Regions from separate parts of the Athene noctua genome. Here region 2 is linked to region 1. The links are chromatin contacts, called in public Hi-C maps. All regions are on one chromosome and are shown on one strand. The core of a region is the stretch at or near the end of the contact, and the rest is flanking DNA. Distances in the headings are between cores, read along the strand shown. Region 1 holds the start of TOP1 (DNA topoisomerase I). Region 2 holds the start of LPIN3 (lipin 3).

Region 1 (3,336 bases), core at 58-2,557:
GTGCTGGCTGATCCCTTTTTTAAAGCAGAAAGCTCTTTATTTGCAATGCACGGTTGCTGTCCTTGACTTTAACAAGCCAAACCTGCCCAATCTGCATCCCTCTTAGCATCACTCTTATGTGGATTTGGGGCAGTGGTACAGTGCCTCAGCACAACGTACTCTCTGCATGGTCACTGTGGCCTCTGCGTTTCAGCCCAGTTCAGTCGGGTTGACAGACTCCTAACAAGAGGTCAGGTGCCCGCTGGGCTCTCTGCAGGACAGGTACACATGCCACACTCGGCTCCTTTCCTGCCAAAGGGAACTGACAGCTGCGTCTTTTTGAAATGCTCAAAATCAACCTGCACATCAGGCCATTTGTGCTTACACGAGTTCTGTAAGTGTGACTCAGCCGAGATCGCAGAGTTCCTCCCGTGGAGAGCAGGCACAGGAGAAAGGCCTGTCAGGCCCAAGCCTACCAGCAGCCCATCTGGAGGGACGGCACAACCCAGGTGGAGTTGCCCAGCACAGACAACACCGTCTGTGCTTCCATGCACCGCAGCCCTGCCCGGCACTGACCTGGATGTGTAAGCATGGGCATTACCCGGGCGCTGGAACAGCACAGCTGCTGTTCACGGTTAAACCCTGCCCGGGGGTGGAGGGCAGGCCTGCCAGGCCCCGGCCATGCCCCGAGGGCCCCTAAGGAAACGCAGCAGCCCGTTGTTCCTTTAGCAGATGCTGTGGTGCCCCGCAGGGTGCTCACGATGTATGGTGCTGGTTATCACGGCGGTGCGGGGGGACGCACCCCGCCACGGCCGCCCACCCCGCCGCCAGGGCGCCGCCATGCTCCCCGGACAGGCGGGGGCGAGGCCTTGTATGCAAATAAAGCCGGCGGCCTGCCGTGTGGGATGGGGCGCATGCGCAGTGCGCGCACAGTGGGGCACGGGTTCTTACACAATGCGCCGGGCTGCTCCCGCGGCGGGGAGGGGAGCGGCGGGGCGGGCCGAGCATGTAAATGAGGGGCGGTTCTGGCTGCGCGATTGGAGAAGGGGAGGAAGAGGCGTGACCGGATATGTAAAAATCGAGCCGGCGCGGGCGTGTGGGAGGGGCCGAGCGAGAGGGTTGCGCCTGGGGGGGCGGCACACTTGAGGGGCGTGGCCCGTATGCAAATCTCGCCGGCTCGCTCGCGGGGAAGGGGCGTGACTCGGATGCAAATATTGGAGCTGCCGTTTCGTAGGTCCCGCCCCACTGTTCCGCCCATCGTCGCCTTGGCCCCGCCCCGCTTGTAAAAGCCGTTGCGCCTGCGCAGTGCGCCGAAATGAGGACTTAGTCTGTTACACAACCGCGGCGGAGACAGGCGCTGCGCTTTCCCTCGAGTCCAGGCTCGGTGCGGCTCTCCTCGGCTCTCCTCTCCTCCTGCTCCGCTCCGTCGGGCCTCCCGCACCTCCAGCATGAGCGGGGACCAGCTGCACAACGATTCCCAGGTGAGCGACCCTTCACCGCCCGCGGGGGCCCGCTCCCGGGGGACCCCGGCCCCTCGCCGCCGAGGCTGCGGGGTCCTTGCTTCCCGTCAGGGTCGGCCCTGGGGGCCCGGCTGACACCAAACTCCCCCCTCCTTTAACCTCGGTGAGGGGAGACGTGCCCTGCCGCTGCCCCTTGCCTGCCCCCGCTCGGGGTAGCCCACGCGTCTGGGGAGAGCCCTGTCAACCCGGCCTGTCCGCCCGCGTCGTGCTGGGGAGCCCCCATCCACCGAGCGCCCCCCGCCTCGGGACCCGTTTCTACCCAGATGGGGGGTGGTGGGGGAAAGGGGACTTGTGTGGGACCCCCTGCCTGCGGGAAGGGGGGGGGGCGGCTGGCCACCTTCCCTTGACTCGCTCCCCTCTGGGGGGGTCACCCCAGGAGCCGTGCGGCTGCCGGGGGACGGTTCACCACCATCACCCCCCCCCGTCACGGAGGGAACCTTCTGCATCGCGCTGGTCATTTCTCATTTGATATTTAATTTCCCTAAAAATGAGAATGAAGGAAGGGGGGAGAAAAAAATCCAGCGCGCCCCCCCCCCTCCCCCCCGCCCCCAAAAAATAAATCCCCCGGCGGGACGGCGTTTTTCACGGTCTCTCCCTGTCTGCTCTCCCCGCAGATCGAGGCGGATTTCCGAGCGAACGGTGAGTGTGGCCCCGGCGCGCCCCTCGCCTCGCCGCGCCGGCCGCGCACAGACATGGCGTCCCAGAGACTAAGTCCCGGCTCCTCGCTCACCGGCCCCATTGTTCCCATCGAGCTGCCAAAAGCGCCCCTTTCCCGGCCGCCTCGCCCCCCCCCGACCCCCGCTTCCCGTAGTGGGGGCACCGGAGGCCCCCGATCCGAGCCCATCGGCTCTCCCGGGGTCCCCTTTGGGCCCCGATTCCTCCCTGGAAAGTCGCCTTGTCGACGGTCGGGACTTAGTCTCTGCGCCATTTTCTTTTTCTCCTCTCTTCTGTGTGGCTTTCTCTCCTTCTCCTCCTCCCCGAGCTGCCGGTGAGGAGCCTTCTACAGAGGCACCGGATGGCGATTCCCGGCCCCCAGCCCCTTCTTAAGGGAGGGGAAAGCAAAGTTTTTAACTAAAATAAATCCCCAAGCCGTTTTTTATCGCAGCCTCCCTCCCCCCACTGCTCTCTGTCTCTGTTCCTTTCAGGGAATCCCTCCCTTCCCCTAAAATGAAAGGTGATTGCAACATGTTGCTCTTTAAAAGAATCTGCTGCATCCATTTTAAGATCCGTCTTATTTCTTTCCTTGCTATTTAATTGATGTAACTTTGCCTTGTTGGGTGGGGCTTTTTAATTAAAATAAAAGCCCACATTAAAAAAAGAAACCCCAAACAACAAAAAAACCTGACAGTGTAGACAATTCCAGAAAGGTAGAGAGCATCACTTCAGAAAGTTTTCAATTAAGTGTTCATTTCGTTAAGAAACATTATGGGAGTCCTGTAATTTTATATATATGTATATATTTATATATGAATATACACACATATATTTATATTCATATATACACATGTATAATACTATCTTTTCTAATCAGCCTGATGGCTGCTAACTTCTTCTGATTGTTCATTTTTCTAGGAAGTAAAAGCTCTTTTTTACTTTCCCCCCCCTCAGTTGGTAGGTGTCAAATTGAAGGGCTCAAGCAGGGTGAAGGGGAGTTGAGGACATGCAACCTACCTTTGTGTCTATGTGTTACTGTATGGAATGTGTAAGGAGCTCTGAGCTGTCCTCTGACTGGTGAGGTGGTAGAGGACAAAACATTACCTGCTTGACCTGTAGTTGTACTGATTTTTAGCATGCTTTTCTGGATGATGTCCATGTGCCTGGTTGCTTTGTAGGCTAC
Region 2 (3,446 bases), core at 260-2,759, 190 kb after region 1:
GGACGGGACATGGAGCGGGGACTGTGTCTCCCTGTGCAGACGCCTTCCAGAAGGGATGTCTGGGAACAGGATGGGGCTGAGCAAAACGGATCGAAGAGGCTGGGTGCCTGCTGGGGCAGAGGGCTCATCGGGTGGCACCTGCTTGTCCTCGTCCCTTTGGGTAAGGAACCAACTCTCACCAGCCCCCCCTTGGGTTCAGTGTGTGCTGGGGGCTGTCCTGAGAACCCCTGGGGACACCATGCCATCCGCTGATGGTGCTGCCAGCACCAGAGGTTTCCTTTAGTTCATCCATGGCCCTTCTGAAGCGGTCATCCTGTGCCCTTGTCCTCTCCTTGGGGCAAGGTGGGGTGCAGAGCTCGCAGCTGGGGAAGCCGGGCTCAGCCTCTGGTGTGATGTGCTGACACCAAGACTGTTGTCCTGCTGATGCTGCTGTGCTGCTGACACAGAGTGCTGAGCACGTGGAGCAAGGGGCTCCTCTGGCCCAGGGGCTGGGACCACCACACAGCAACCCAACATAGATCTGCAAGAAAATACTCCAGGGATTTCAATGTGTTGACCAGGAGGCAGTGCCCACGGTGGGCTGCAGGAAGGGGGGCTGCCTGAGAGCTGTTTGGAGCCTGTGTGGCACCTCGTGGGGCTGGAGGAACGGCTGTGCTGCGAGCCCCACCGTGGACCACGGGAATCTCTGCCTTTGCAGCCATGCCTCTCCTCCAGCACAGGGGAGGGGAGTTGGCCCCACCTGGGGAGCGAGCAGCTGGAGGACGTGAGTGGGCGAGAGGATGAGCAGGAAGCAAGCAGCAAGCAAGGCTTTCCTTCTTGCTAATGAAAACCAGGAGCTCTGCAACCTCAGAGTGCAGCAGTGCCTTGTGAAAACTGCGTTGCAGAGCTGTTCGGGTGTCCTCCAGGCAGCACAGCCCCTGTGCTGGGATTCCCTGGGAAGATGGATGACAGCAGCAGAGGCCAAGGCATGGAGACCGGGGAGTTCTGGCTTTAACAAGGACCATGTCTGGCTGATTTGGCAATGCCTAGGTGGGATGCCTTCCCCTCCAAGTGGAAAATGTTAGGCTTGGATTTTGTTCAAAGTCAGCACATGGTGTATTGAGCAGCTCCTCGGTCTTTCCACTTTTTTTAAGGACAGTGCAGGGCAGGAGGTCTCCTGCCAACTAAATTCCTGTTTGAATGGGATCTTGACAGCTTGATTGCAGTGTTGTTGCAAGGTAGTATTTGCCCTCCCAAGGGGCAAAAGTGATGGTGCATCCTGATGGCAAAGGTCTCTCCTCCAAGCTGGATGCAGTAACTAGTGCTCTGGCTTCTGTCCTGTTTTCTGGTGCTTACAGAGGCCCTGGCTCATCTTCATCAAGGCCCTTTATGTGTTTGCCTCGGTTTCCCTAGAGGCTTAGTTGTCCCCATGATGGGGCTGTGTTTGCAGCTGTGAAATGATTCTTCTAAACTCACATTGTGTTTAGCTGCTGGAGCCCTCTTCTCCTACCTGAGTTTATTCCCGTCTCTCACTTGCAGTCTCAAACAATGAACTACGTGGGGCAGCTTGCTGAGACAGTCTTTGTCACGGTGAAGGAGCTGTACCGGGGTCTGAACCCTGCCACCCTGACGGGCTGCATCGATGTGGTCGTGGTGAGGCAGCCCGATAACTCCTTCCAGTGCTCCCCGTTTCATGTGCGCTTTGGTAAGCTGGGTGTGCTGCGCTCCAAGGAGAAGGTGGTAAGTGGTGCCTGCCCTGGGACTATGCTTCCTCTCTGGTGTCTTCAGACCTAGGAATTTCCATAACGTACAGGTTATGGAAAAACTTTGTTTGAGGGACTGGGAGCCCTGCTGAAAGGGGTGCTTGCCAAATTTTTGAGGGATGCCTCTGAATGAAACACATACTCTTCCAAAGAAGACTGAGCTTCCTAGGAAAATTGGGAGGGGTCCCTTGCCTCAAAGGTGGGGTGGCTGTCAGCCCTCTGAACGACCCTAACCTGTCCTGTCCCTGGGGAAGTGCCTTGCTGTATGCTGATGGGTGAGTGGGTTCAGATGGACAGGCTGCTTCTGCTCCTTGCCAGGTTGACATTGAAATCAATGGGGAGCCTGTGGACCTGCACATGAAGCTGGGTGACAATGGAGAGGCCTTCTTTGTTCAGGAATCAGAGGAGAATGAGGTTGGTAATGAAGTAGTACTGCTGGTCTTGGTCCTCCTGTGACTGCTTGGAAGTGCAGGCTTGAGGTGGAAGAACCGGGTTTGGACTGGTCATCTTCCCCAGGGTGACTCCATTATTCCTTCTGTTGTGTGTGTCCAGAAAGGTTCCCACTTGAAGGATCTTACAACCAGCATGGAGGATCTGACTATTGGAGCACTCTGAGGAAGCATTAGACCAAATATCTGCATCCCAGACTGGCCTCCATCAATGGGCATGGCTGCTGGCCAGCTAGGCAGATATCTCAGAGCTTGGCCTCTTGGGGGAATCTTGTGACAGGGATGAGAGTGAGCCAGATGCTGTGGCAGGCTGCCCACTCCACTGGGAAGCAGGATGGGACTAGTTGTGGCTTCCAGAAATCTTGGCAGCTCTCTCCCAGGCTGACTTGTGGTCGCTGCTGGCTTGGGCTGGGTTTGAGAGCAGGGAGAGGGCTCTAGATCCGAATCCCATCTGCAGCCTTTGTAATTCTGGTCTCATGGTGCCATCTCCTGCCTGCCTTTCCTTGACTGTGTTAAAGACGTCTTTAGCTTGTGGCTGGATAACCCTGCTTCTTTTCTTATTCACATGTTGTATGAACAAAACCTTTCCTTTGGGCCTAGCCACAAAACCACCCCCATGTTGAGGGCCTGGTGGTGTATGTCGCCTGGATGAGAGCCGTGAGCTGCCAGGCTGAAAAGGAAGGTGCTGGAGCTGATGGGCTTCTCATAGCTTTTTTTCATTGATAGGGCAGCATCCCCTCCTGCCTCTGCACATCCCCTATCCCCAGGAAGGAGAGCCTGCAGGTTGTTGCTGAACCCTCTCACGAGCAGGAGGCCTCCAACGCTGAAGCAACCCTGCGCAAGAGAAGGCGGCGCAGGAGGAAGCCCAAGTGGAAGGAGGTGTCGGACTCTGAGTTAGAAGCCTGCAAAGAGACCAAAAGTGAGATGTCTGTGGAGGAGCTGTGCAAGCTGCCAGCCCCCAGGTGAGCTGTTCGGTCTGAGCAGGGTGATGCAGTGAGTCAAGGCTGTAGGTCTGCTTGGAGACACCCAGCACCACTGAAACATGGAGATAGTGTTTTGAGTTGGGGCCCAGCCTCCTGTAGAGTGGAAAGCCAGTGGAAATGGTGAAGTTGAGTATCGGCAGCTTTCCACGTGCTTGAGTGGTATAACTGACCTCTTTCCTCCTTTGCAGTGATTCAGTGTATTTCTCCTTCACTGATCTCCCTGAAGAAGAAACTGGGTTGTTGGAGTCCCCAGAGATGCACCCTTACTCTGA

What was found. A called contact is a pair of places that touch in the nucleus more often than the background predicts.
Region 2: a contact with region 1 is called in a Hi-C map of liver, with 6 times the contacts expected there. The contact joins the promoter of LPIN3 here to the promoter of TOP1 in region 1. A contact is called at or near these places in 2 of 2 Hi-C or Micro-C datasets (heart and liver).

The regions. Positions count from the first base shown.
Region 1 is chr16:5,602,920-5,606,255 of bAthNoc1.hap1.1, forward strand. It overlaps TOP1 (DNA topoisomerase I), which reads left to right and starts at 1,308. Exons shown (of 21, transcript XM_074920146.1): 1 at 1,308-1,460; 2 at 2,114-2,138. The coding sequence starts at 1,428.
Region 2 is chr16:5,787,855-5,791,300 of bAthNoc1.hap1.1, forward strand. It overlaps LPIN3 (lipin 3), which reads left to right and starts at 1,510. Exons shown (of 19, transcript XM_074920050.1): 1 at 1,510-1,719; 2 at 2,061-2,156; 3 at 2,918-3,153; 4 at 3,363-3,446. The coding sequence starts at 1,528.